4 separate regions of the Mus musculus genome follow, and regions 1, 3 and 4 are each linked to region 2. The links are chromatin contacts, called in public promoter capture Hi-C maps. All regions are on one chromosome and are shown on one strand. The core of a region is the stretch at or near the end of the contact, and the rest is flanking DNA. Distances in the headings are between cores, read along the strand shown. Region 1 holds the start of Ifngr1 (interferon gamma receptor 1). Region 2 holds the start of Tbpl1 (TATA box binding protein-like 1). Region 3 holds the start of Tnfaip3 (tumor necrosis factor, alpha-induced protein 3). Region 4 holds the start of L3mbtl3 (L3MBTL3 histone methyl-lysine binding protein).

What was found. Promoter capture Hi-C pulls out the DNA fragments that hold promoters and counts their contacts.
Region 1: a contact with region 2 is called in a promoter capture Hi-C map of liver, with 5 times the contacts expected there. The contact joins the promoter of Ifngr1 here to the promoter of Tbpl1 in region 2. A contact is called at or near these places in 2 of 39 promoter capture datasets (liver and pre-B cells).
Region 3: a contact with region 2 is called in a promoter capture Hi-C map of liver, with 5 times the contacts expected there. The contact joins the promoter of Tnfaip3 here to the promoter of Tbpl1 in region 2. A contact is called at or near these places in 1 of 39 promoter capture datasets (liver) and 2 of 484 Hi-C or Micro-C datasets (B cells and pre-B cells).
Region 4: a promoter capture Hi-C map of liver shows a contact between it and region 2, with 4 times the contacts expected there. The contact joins the promoter of L3mbtl3 here to the promoter of Tbpl1 in region 2. A contact is called at or near these places in 3 of 39 promoter capture datasets (liver and pre-B cells).

Annotation. Positions count from the first base shown.
Region 1 is chr10:19,590,251-19,593,214 of GRCm38.p6, forward strand. It overlaps Ifngr1 (interferon gamma receptor 1), which reads left to right and starts at 1,699. Exons shown (of 7, transcript NM_010511.3): 1 at 1,699-1,947. The coding sequence starts at 1,836.
Region 2 is chr10:22,729,761-22,732,996 of GRCm38.p6, forward strand. It overlaps Tbpl1 (TATA box binding protein-like 1), which reads right to left and starts at 1,687. Exons shown (of 7, transcript NM_011603.5): 1 at 1,356-1,687.
Region 3 is chr10:19,013,811-19,016,887 of GRCm38.p6, forward strand. Tnfaip3 (tumor necrosis factor, alpha-induced protein 3) reads right to left here and starts at 1,600. Exons shown (of 9, transcript NM_009397.3): 1 at 1,343-1,600.
Region 4 is chr10:26,372,569-26,375,505 of GRCm38.p6, forward strand. It overlaps L3mbtl3 (L3MBTL3 histone methyl-lysine binding protein), which reads right to left and starts at 1,504. Exons shown (of 22, transcript NM_001359254.1): 1 at 1,133-1,504.

The DNA.
Region 1 (2,964 bases), core at 449-2,948, 3.1 Mb before region 2:
TCACTTCCTATACCCATGGAGGACACTCTACAAAGCCATCCCCACTTTGGAGCAATGTGTGAGGTTGACATGTCTTCACAATCAGATCTAGCTACCTCTCTTTTATCCCAGAGGTTTATCCCAGAGGTTTATCCCAGCAGCACTTCTCAAGGACTGTTTCCATCACTTCATAATCTGCTTCCTGGTAAGCCAGCCTGGGGCACATGGAGTCTCAACTACAACAAAATCTGCAAGCCGCATGGTGCGGTCTCTCCTACTCTATATTCCTAAACAGCAAAGTACAGTAATTTATCCTTGTGCCATACAATGACCAGAAATGCCTTTCTTGAGGTGCATATCAGATGCACACCCAAACTCTTATTCCAAGTACTCACATCTGTAGCACCAAGGGTGAGACATTTGCTGTGTACCTTTTTCAGAAATGCAGAAAACTGAAGTCTAACCTGAATCATATGTACTGAATCTGAACCTGCACAAGGTCACCAAGATTTATCCTGACGTCAAAGTCTGAGAAATGCTGGGCTATTAGCATAATTAATTCGTTAATTAATCAAGACAAATAACAAGCCTTAGCTGGTAACTCCAAGTCTGCAGAATGTCTTCATAACATTTTGCTTGGAAGACTCAGAGAATGTCATGCCAGTATCTCTCTCTACGGTATAGAGCTTGCATTCTAGGAAGCAGAGAAAATCAAATCAATATGCATATTGTAGGAGGGGGTGCAAATGTGTTATTAAAAATAAAGTGGAGTAAAGAGAAGGGGAGAGTGGGTTGCATTCAAATTCCTTGCAGACATGGTGATAAAAGAGAGCTGAGGCGAGTGAGGCAGCACAAGAGTGTTGTCTATAGTAAGTGCAAGGTCACTAAAGTGAATTTAGGGGAATGAGAGAGATTTAAACTAACCGGTGCGGTCAGAGAGGCAAGAGGGACGATCTCTTGATGAAAGACTACTTAGTGATCCGCCCTTTGACATTTCATCATTAAAATGGGCATGTGCTTTTTGTGGTGGTAGTTTGTTTTTGCTAAGAATAAAGTGCTAGCCAAGCACATTGGATTTGCGTTGTGGGAGTCTGAACAAACTGTCTTGAAAACCAGAAGTTTAAGTTCCGCGGACAAAACTGGTGGGAACTGGAGAAGGATTTTTGTAACTTCTCTAACACCTCAGGCTCCAACACGCCTCATGCTGAGGGATGAGATAAGCATGGTGTCTGGTTGTGGACTGAGGCAAAAATCTCCAACCCCAGGTTACTACATAACCAGAATGAGGAACTGAGGAAGGTAGTGTCAGGCTGAAGAAGGTAAGGTTCCGGTCAGAGTTTCAAACGTATCCACAGTCCAGGTCCTGAATACAGAGAAGAGCCCACAGTTTCAAACCTCAGGCTAGTCCACCCCTTCTCCAACTTAGTGAAACTTCTCCGCCCACGCAGCGCACTGCCTGGCTCCCCAGTCCAGACCTCGCCTATAACCATGTCCTAGTCCACTTTAGACCCGCCAAGACACGCCTCCTTGTATAGACCCCGCCTCACATCCCACCTCTACTCCCAACCTCCAATCAACTCTAAGAGATTGCGTATTGGTCCCGCCTCTCTGGCTAGACCCCCGCCCTGAGTCCGCCCCTGAAGAGCTGCCTTTTAACCCTTTGCCCCGTGAGGCTCCGCCTCCCACTTAAGCCACGCCCCTCAGTCCCAGGCTGGTCTCTCAAGCTTTGGTTTTGGCCCCACCCAGCTCCCCGGCAGGCCGCTTGCGGACTTGGCGACTAGTCTGCGGCGGACGTGACGCCAAGGCCAGGCCACGGGCAGCGCGGGTCCCCTGTCAGAGGTGTCCCTCGCGCAGGAATGGGCCCGCAGGCGGCAGCTGGCAGGATGATTCTGCTGGTGGTCCTGATGCTGTCTGCGAAGGTCGGGAGTGGAGCTTTGACGAGCACTGAGGATCCTGAGCCTCCCTCGGGTAATCTCTCCGAGCCGCTGCGGGCTGGGGCGGGAGGCCAGGCCGGAGGCGCCGGGCTGGGAAGTCCCTGCGTTCCTGCTGCGCCGCCCTGGGCAAGGCAGCCCCAAGGGGCCCCGGGGGCTCCGCGGTTTACACGCCGCTTTCGCCTCTTCTTTGCCGACACAACACAAATCTGTGGTCTGTTTTACAGTTAGTTTCCACGGCAGCGTTTGGCATTGTGTGTATGACTTACAGACTTTATTTTCAATCTGTAGTCGGAATCCTCTGAAGGAAAAGGGGTGCCAACGGATACTAAGAGATTCTGATTTGTTTGTTAGTCTGGCGTTTAAGTGTTGAGATGCAAGGGTTCTTCTCGTAGCTTAAATCCTCAGAGCCTTTGATTTCAAATGATTATATATTCCCAGGACATATATGCTGGGAATAGTTCCTCTTTATGATTAGAGCTCTAGAGACAGCAATAAAACTTTTCATGCCCTTCCAGTCCCTAATCGTAAGTATCTGAGAAGTTCCCAATCTCCAGCTGCTGGAAGGCATGGGGAGACCTCTTTAACTCTCAGGCGAGTTCCAGCTCTGAACCCCTCCTATGGTTTCCAGGAGCTTCAGTTAGGCGTGCAGATTCCAATCCTGCCTTGACCTGATTTTCACAGTAGCTAGGATGTAACCACCTAGATGTCAGATGAAGGAAATGAGGTGCATGTTCAAACTGAAGTTCCACTGAGCTATAGAGAAAAATGAAATCATAATTGCAGAACAGTGGAATCAGAAAAAGTGTTAGTTGTGTTACACAGCCAGATTAAAAAAGACAATTACCATGTTTTCTTATGATAAATCAACCCCAGAGAAGTGTGTGTAGGAAATCATGAGAGGGGAGGAAGAGATCTTGAGGAAGAAGAGTTTAAAACAAGCAAAAGCAGGGTAATAAAACTCATGGGACATTAATGTAGAAGAGAGGACTCTTGGGGGAGGCAGGTGACCAGAAACAGAGAGCCAGGAGCAACTAAGGAATGAATCAGAAGC
Region 2 (3,236 bases), core at 437-2,936:
AGTAACGGTGACATCCTTTTGCTTAGGAGAAGCAACTGAACCTGTGGTTGACATGTTGTCTATGTGATTATCAATCCTGTTTGCATCATTAATCTTCAACTGTATGAAAAGCCTTGCTCCTACTGACCATAAAAATGTTATCACCGTAGAACGTAACCTTTCCGGACCACAGACATACTTCACTTACTGATGGGAAGTTCAGTTTTGTTTTGTTTTTTGAGACACGTACTATTATACCCCTAAGCAGGCCTTGGACTCACGTTCTCCTGCCTCAGCCTCCCAGAGGCTGGGATCCCAGGCATGTGCCACCACACCCAACCTAATATGGTTTAGCAAAGTATAAAACCAGTGGTCTGTGATGCAAGGCTTTAGAACACAAACTGATGAATATTTCACGGGGCGTATCCAAACCCTAAATAATTCTTTCAATCAGACAGTGCTAAAAGTCACTTCTTGATTTGAACGGACTGCTGTTTTCTCAAACTTGGAAAGAGACTGCAAATTCTAGCCAGAAGATTGAATGCCCTCCTTATTTACATTTCCCTTTTTCAATTACCTAAGGGAATCTGTTATGGCTTCACACACAAGTCGCAATTCTAAGCCATTCTTCTTAACCACAAGTATGCCAAGCTCACACTAGTCACTGCCAGTCTCGCTCTGCAGGTGACAGATGCAGTAAAGCTCACAGATGTGGACTGGCTGCAGCTTGACACTCGGTGCAATGTACACCCTGGCAGAGCCTGCAGATGCACAGCTAGCTCAGCAAAGGGAGTGTTTTCTATTTCAGTCATTTCCCATTTTATATACTTCTAGGACCCGTCCAGACGATTATGAAGCGATTACCGCCCCCCACCTTCCCACCTCTCATCCCTGCTCAACCCTATTCACAATTCATTTCTATCTTCCCGCGTTCCAGATCCTTCTTGCCGAAGCTTAATTCGGCCACTACTATTATTATAGAGTGGGGCTCCCGGCAAGTGCCAGAAGCGAGAGGCGCCGGCGCCGCTATTTAGGGGAGCCTTCGCGCAGCTGCTCCAAGTTTTCCGAGAAGCCACCGACCCCTCGCTTAGTGTCACGGTCCCTCTTTCCCCCGGGAGCGGGCTCCAGAACCCGGTCCATCCCTGCCCGCCTTCCACCGCGAGGCAGGCGCGCCCCACCCCCACCCCGTTATCCCTACTGGGATGCCCGAGCCGCTTGGCCCGTCCTCTCCACTAGCCGGTGGCCCGCGGCGCTCCCGTGCTCGGGTCCCCGCCTCGCACAGCTTCCCCGCAGCCCAACCGGCGCGGAGACGCCCCGCGGCAGCTCCAGGCCCCGCGGGCCCCGCACCCCCATCCCCGGACCGCCGACGGGGTTACCGTGGGAAGACGGGGCGGTCGTAAAGGACACGGCGGCAGCGCTGCTGCTGGTTGCGTCGGACGCGGAGAAGAAGCTGGAGGACAAGGATGAAGATAAAACGGGTCCGCTCCCCAGTCTCCATGGAACTCCCGCCCAGGCCCGTTGCTAGGAGCCCCCCAAGGCTCGAGCTCGGTTTCTCGCTTTGTTGTTCCGGGTACAGGGCGGCCGCCGCTTCCCCCGCGACAATAAATAGACTAGACGCACGGGGGCATAGAGGCGGCACGAGGCGGCTAGAGCGCCGCCGGACCCAGGAGCTCCGGGGATCCCGGCTAGCCACTCACTTCCGGTTCTCGCTGCTCCCCTCTCCGCCCCAACCCCTAGCTCCTTCCGCCTTCCCGAAGCCGCTGGCGAAGTCCTCCTCCTGCCCGCGGGCTGGGCGAGGCGGAAGTGGCCGGAGGGCGCTGGGTACCCGGGCTGCGCTTCCCTGAGCTCGCCCGCCCGGGGTGGATTTGAAGCCCCCGGTTTATTTTCCAGCTCCTCGTTGGCGAGCAGCATGACACAAATGGGCTTTCATTTTCCTGTAAACCAGAACTGTGCCTGGCACCCAACCGCCTGTACCGACGAGCTCAGCTAGCAGCCACTGGGCCCTTAGTCGTGACCCCGGGGTGACGGGGATCCCGGCCTTACTCATCGAGGGCCCCCGGCGGCGTGGCGGGAGCAACAGGGCTAGCAGGACGCTGGCGACGCACACTCGCTGGCTTGAACGGCCGCACCGGGCGGAGTGCGCCCTCGGGATGGCTTGGGCCGTGCTGCCCGAGGAGCGAGGCTCATAACGGCCGGAGCGCAGCCGCCCGCGCGACCCAGCTCTTGCCCTTGTGGGCTCGCTCTGGCCGGTGGTGGAGGCCAGCGGGTTAAAGGTCACGTGAGCCGTTTCCTTAGGTGGCTTGGCCTCTGACTGGAGCCACTTGGCCTTTTGAGAATGACTTAGACTGTCATCACAGGGTTTAGACGTGCACACCTAGTAGGGAAGTTTAAGTATTTGAGGGATAGCCAAGGATGCCTCTTTATCTCTCCTCCCTACTCTTAAAGTGTGAAAACGCGCGCACAACACACACACACACACACACACACACACACAGCGCACTCGAACGTTTTAAAGCCCTGAAGGACAGATTTGCTTCAGTTCTCACTTTTATTTATTTATTTTTTTGAGCAATATTAAATAGGTGTACTTTGTGTGGGATAGGACGAACAAGAAGCTGGGTGAGAAAGTCATGCCTATGGTGACTGATTTTGACAGATTTAGAAGGGATGGCCCTGAGAGGAGAGGAAAAGAGGATGTTGTGGTCTGGCTACACTGGGGCTGGCTACACTGGGGCGTGGAGGTGTTAATAGGAATAGGGCATGGCGAGTATAGCTAGGAGAAAGTGACAAGATAAAGTTGGAGGGGAACGAAGACCCAAACTCATCTGCACCTTGCAGACAGGAGTTTGGATTCTCTCCCAAATGGAGAGCAACGGGGTATGGTTTAAAAAACAACAACAAAAAAAAAAAAAACAAAAAAAAAACAAAAAACAAAAAACCGATAACCAGAAAAAGCTCTATTTTTAGGGGCTACTGCCCTGTTTAGAAGGCAATTTTACAACAATGGCGACTGATTCTAAGGTCTTTGATACTTTCCTTCAGGCAGCCCAGCAGGATACCTGGAAAGTGCCCTCTACTTTGGGCTGCCTTTTGTTATAGCCAAGGAGCCTTCCTTATAGAATTGGATATAGTTGGCTTGCAAGTTCCACTTGCTGTGGTGCTGGTTTTGATTGTTAGCTGATTGGATTATTCTTTCACCCTAGATGATTAGTAAAGTGCACTTTTAAGTGTTCTCTGCGATGATAGCACCTTCAGAG
Region 3 (3,077 bases), core at 350-2,849, 3.7 Mb before region 2:
GTTTAAAACAGAGCTTAAACCTCTGCCCAAGTTTCCAGTTCTTGGATTTCCCCACATTTAGAGAATAAATTTTCCTGACATATTATTGTAATGTTTTATGGGTAAAAAAAATTTACAACATTACCCTTAACTTTTAAAAATATATTTGTTACCTCACTGCCTTACAGATAAATTTCCCAATTTTTGTCACAGGATCAATAAGATTCTATAGAACTTACTCATCAAAGTCTTTCCCCCAGTTTTATTTTTCCACTCTGAACAGATTTTTTTTTTTGTCTGCGATGTGGAAACTTATGTATTATTTATCAACAGATACCTCGGGCAACTGTTGGGAAGTACCCCTCCAAAAAAAGCAAAGCAAAGCAAAACAAAACAAAACAAATCCATACAAAGAACTGCAAAAGATCCAAGTAGCATCTCAGACAATAAGAATGGAGACCGGATCAGTTGCTCAATAATCTGGGACATCAGAAGGCTAACTAACTGTGATCAGTTCTCCAAACGGTGCCCCCACTTGACCAGACTAGCTTTCCAAAGAAAGATCAGAGACCAGGAGAAAACAAAGCATGCTCCAAAAAGAGCTCTTAATACCTCAGCTTTCCTGAGAGGCCAGGTGGCAGGATGTGGGACAACGGACCCGGACTGACAACACACTATCTCAGTGTGGAGTCGGGGCTGCAGCAGGGAGTCTTACATGCCACCTAAAGTGGAGTCCCCAACAAGCAGGCCAGAGAATCATTTCTGCATGCATACTCTTCTTAAACTGTGGCAACTAGAGACCTAGTGGCAATCTCAAAGCACGCCCCTCCCCTCCACCTCCCGCCCCGCAACCCTCCTCCCACAGATCACTGAAAGGTTAGCTGACCGAAGTCTCCAAGTTGGATTTGGTGGCCTCTGAGAAACCCATCCCCTGTTGGGCCAGTTGTGCACAATATGGGAAAAAAGCCCAACGCGGTTCTGCAAGGTCTACGTGCCTATGAACACGCTGCACTTGATTTCCAAGTGGGGGGGGGGTGTCACCCACGACCACACGACCTAGGAACCCAAAAGGTGACTGACTATTCATCAGCCAGCTGCAGCTCCTGTCACCCTGCAGGATCGAAAAGGAATAGCTAGCTAACTAGTCGGCTGAAGAAACTTCGGGCTGTCAACCTAAACACCTGGCACCGGGACCTCAACTCCGGCCAACAATACCCCAACTCCAGGATCCCTGCAAAGCCAGCGCAAGGCAGCTCCACACTGAGCTGGCCGTGCACCCCGAATCTGGCTGGCAGTGCACCCCACTGACCGAGGACCCCCGCATTCTGCTAGCCGTGCACCCCGCAGCCGGAGCATCGCTCACCTCTTGGGGCCGCGCGGAGCCCTCGCAGAGCCCAAGTGGCCGGCCGGCCGTCACTGGCGCGCGCCGCAGCCCGGGATCGTGGTCCGGGTCGTGGTGGGGGTCGGGCCGAGGCGGAGCCCCATGGACACCCGATCGGGCTCGCTGGCTGAGGGGGTGTGCACGTCTTTCGGCGGCCTGGCTCACCGCTCCGCCTCCGGCTCCGAAGACTACAGACTGGGCAGTTCCCTTTTTTGCCTTTCAGTTGTATGCTTTGCCAACAGGGGGATTTCCGATGGAAATTCCAGTCACGTGACCCGCGTGGCGCGCCGCCGACCGGCAGAGGGCGCTCTAAGCCGTGCCCGCCCCGCCCGGAGAAACTCCTAGGTCCCGCCCCGGGGTGTCCCCGCGTGAGTCACCTGGGCATTTCGGAAGCTGCCTTCCACGTCACATCCATGTGGAAATCGCGGTGATGGGAACTGGAAATGCAATAGGTTCTTTTTTATAGCTTCTTTTCTGAAGAAAATCAGCTGTGAAAAGGAAGGGAAATTAGAGAGAAAACCCAAAAAACCACCCAGACACACAGGACCTCAGGCTTGAAGCTTGGCTTTGAAGTCTGGGCTGTGCACGTGATGAGCACTTCAGAAAGAGCCCTCCGCAGGGTCCCGAAGGGAATTGACAGAAAAAGCGGCAGGGTTCTCCAAGCCATGTGTCAGCTTCAGGTTGGATGCAGTGCAGAGTGAGATCAGACCCCATGGTCCTGCAGTTTTTGAGTTACGGGGGGTGGGGGGGGGCAAGGTCAATTTCAGAGAGAATTAGATTCGCCTCCCCCACCCCCACTCCTACACACCCTCCATTTCTCCTTTATTTCCCTGTTCCAAGGAGCGTTTTAAAGTTTAGAAATTTCTTCAAGTTTATTGCTGGCTTTCCCCGATCCTTCTACAGTTGTTTTCTTAAGTATTGTTTGGCTGGCCTGAGAATTAGTTCGCCCCATGAAGCCAATGGAGGATAGCCTTCCACAATGCCCTGATTGATCCCCGACTTGCCTTTCTTGAGAGGGGAGAAAGCTTCGCTTCACTTAGACAGGGGCTTGAGCTCTGCAGAAAGAAGCGAAAATGCTTTTACCTTTCTGGAGAAAGTGGAGTGTGTATGGGGGTGAGGTGGGGTGGGGTGGGGATACTCTCTGCAGAGCTACACACTAGAAACTGAGGTGGCTTCATTCACTGGCCAGGAAGGGCCACTCTGAGAAGGTGACATTGAAACTCTGTGACAAAGAAACCTCCAGGCAGTCTAGAGATAAGACCTCAAGGGTCAGCCACATTTGATACATCAAGGGGCTGAGCAGAGCTCTCTGGGTGGTTGTGCTGGGGCTAGGGTGCAGGGTGTGAGGCTCTTCCCGGAAAGGAGCCGGGATCTGTTTGAGGGACCACGGGAGGTCTGCGGAGTGACCTGATGTTATTTTAAATAGTGTTTAGTGTGATTAATTTACTCTGTGTGTGTGTGTGTGTGTGTGTGTGTGTGTGTGTGTGTGTGTGTGAGTGTGTATCTCTAGGGTCCCCTGGCAGGATTCCTAGAAAATAGCGCAAACCAGATAGAAATACTCAGTGCCACTGGGACTTCAAGTGTGTTTGCCAAGTTGCCAGACTGTATATTGCCCGTTTGAACTAGAGACATGTGCTTCTTTCCCCAGTAGTGACTGGGCTAGAGGACAGCATTTTCTATTTGTAATGAGAGGCTTGAAGCAAGAGTACTGGCCACT
Region 4 (2,937 bases), core at 254-2,753, 3.6 Mb after region 2:
TTATGTAAGTTTATACGTAAATTGTTGAATAATTTGTTAGCCTGAGATTATATGCATCAGAGACACATACAAAATGATCAGTTCATATAAAAGCTAATTTCAGGTTTGTTTTTTTTTCAGTTTTTTGCAAAGTGCTAAGCACAGGTTTCATTTTGACTTTTCCTTAACATTCCGAATTAAGCTACCTGCTATGAGTCGTAAGAGGGGAAATAAAAAAAAAAAAAAACGGAGGTACAGATGATGGTAAACAGAAGACAAACTTTCTTATCTAGGGAGTGTCAATCTCAAATCTCAGAATAAAAAGCTTTGGTTTTCTTACTGTATGCAAGAAAGGATGGAAATCACAGGGTCCGCAAGCTTAGACGTCATTGTTCTCTGATTTACAAAACTTCTATTTCGGACTAGCATCCTTTCTCACATCTGGCTGCAACTCAGGTCTTCTAATTACTTCCACGTCTAAACGGACTGCATGTAGCTACAAGTAAAGGCCAAACTTTGGTCTTGTCTCTCGAACTTAAGATGCGTTTAACCACTAGAGGTCCCCCCTTGGCCAGTTTTGCAGGCTCACTATTTTGCTGCACTTGAAACTTTCCGGCTCTCTACTCGAGTCAGTGTTTTTCTAAAAACTTGCGCAAAAATCCACGCAACCGAGGTAGCCAGTACAGAGCTTCCCGGGCTCCCCACACCAATAAAGGCATCATAACCAACCACCTACGAAAATTGAAATGAAAATTCAACTCACTCATCCCAGGCGACGCACCTCCCCCCCCCCCCCACACACACACACACTCAAACCGGTTTCTTATTTCTCGTCTCAGTTTCCCTTAACTTAGAACAATTCTTTAACATCTATTTTTGTTCCTGGGCACTTTGGATGATCTTAAATGCATGCTTTTGGCGGTAGCCCCAAGGTGGCAAAGGAGCGGGCCAAGGGATGCAGAAGGCGGGGGGGATGGGCCCAGCAAACTGCGCCCGAGAAAGTTGCATAAGGAAAGAGACTCCGTTTTTCGGGTCCCCCCCCCCTAAAAAAACAAAAAAAAGAAGAAAAATAAATCAGCGGGGAAAGGAGAGGAAAAGGAAGCTGGGCGGTGGCTGCAGGAGGACAGAGAAGGAAAAACCAAAGCGAGTTTACCTTCGTGTCCCCGTGGAAGGGTGGGGCAAGAGCCCTGACCCACGCGACCCGGCAGTGCGGCTGGATCTCCCACCCGTTTGGTCGGAGCGCGGACGGACAGACAGACACCACGGCCGGACGCGAAGAAAGCCGCCACGCTGGTCAACTTTCTCTCACGGCCCCGCGGTGGGCCGTGATCGGATCAGATCCGATCGTGAGGTTCGGGTCCTAGAAACCCCCACACACATGCACTTTTTTGCCTTTTGGATTTTTTTTTCCTTTTCTCTTTTTCCCTTTTTCTATTCTCCCAAGAAGGCGATTAAAGTTTTCCCTCCGCCAGTGCGCCCCTGGCCCCGCCGCTCTCAAGTTTGCCTCCTCCTCCGGCCGGCGGCTGGCTGGCTGGCGGGGCGCGCGGCGGATGCCTCCGCTCCTGCGCTTCCCGATCCCCACCCCCGCCGGCCTCTACTTCCCCCGCCCCGCCGCCGCTGCGCGAGGCCGGCCCCGCCGGGCCCAGGACGCGAGCGTGGACCAGACAGTAGCCCATGAGCGCAGATCGGCGCACGCACGGGTGGCGAGGCGGACCCCGGCCGCCGGCCTCGGCCACCCGGGGCGGCGGTAAACAAGTTGCAGGCTCCACGGCCCCCGCCGCAGCCCGCCACCGCCTCGCCTCGCCTCGCTCGCACGCCCGCGCCCGCACCGGCGGCGCTGCGCGGAGAAGATCGCCGCGACGGTGCGGGTGCCCGGCCCGGCCCCGCGTCCTCCACCCCGCGGGGACGGCAGTGTCGAGCCCGCGCCGCCGCGTTCCCTAAAAGCACTTTCCTGCTTCCAGCAGGAGGAAAAAAAAAAAAAAAATCCAGCGGAGGCTTTATTTCTTTCTTCTTCTTCTTCTTCTTTTTTTTTTTCCGTGCAACTTTCCCAAAATGGCGGAAATTGGAGGCGATCTCTAGGAAATTCTCCCACAGTCGGCGGCGGGGAGCGGGGAGGTGGCGAGCGGGGAGAGCACACACGCAAACTCTCGGCCGCCGGCCCCGCCGCGGCTCGGGTGTGCGTGCGGGTGCGGGTGCGTGTGCGCGGTGCGAGTCGCGGAGGGAGGCCTCTCGGCGCGCGCTCACACTCACACCGACACACACTCACCGACACATACACAGACACACACAGCCACAGAGACACACACTCACACACACATACACACACACACACATACACACTCACACACATACACACACACACACACACACACACACACACACACACACGGCCGCGCCAGCGAGACGCGCCTCTGCCACATTCAACCAGTCGGTTCTCCGCAGCCGAGCTGGCTGGCGAGCAAAGTGGCCCGGCCTCTTTTCCCACTGCCTCGGTCTCCCGTACTTGGACTTGTCGCGCTCGCCCGCCCGCCCGCTCGCTCGCCCGCCCGCCCGCTCGCTCACCCGGTGCGCGCTCGGCACAAAGGCCACACGGGCGGAGGGGGCCGCAGGGGCGGCGCGCCGGGGCTCGCGTCCTCCCGCCGCCGCACCGATCGTGCCCGCGGTCCCCTCCCGAAGCCGCCCCCTCCCCCCCTTAGGCTCAGGCCGACCGCGCTCGGCGCCCCCGGGGAGGCTGCGGCTCCGCCGCGTTTCCCCCCCACCGCCGCCCCGGACTCGCAGCCCCGCGGTGCCGCGCTCCCCCCCCCCCCCCCAGCGCCGCCACCCAGCACCCGGTGTCAAAAAAGCGACCAAAGTGACAAGCTCCGGGCGGGGGGAGGGGGCCCACACGCATCCCGCTGCCTGCGCGCGGGCGACGGCCGAACGCGGCCGCCTTGGCCCGCTCCCTTCCGCACGGCCCCC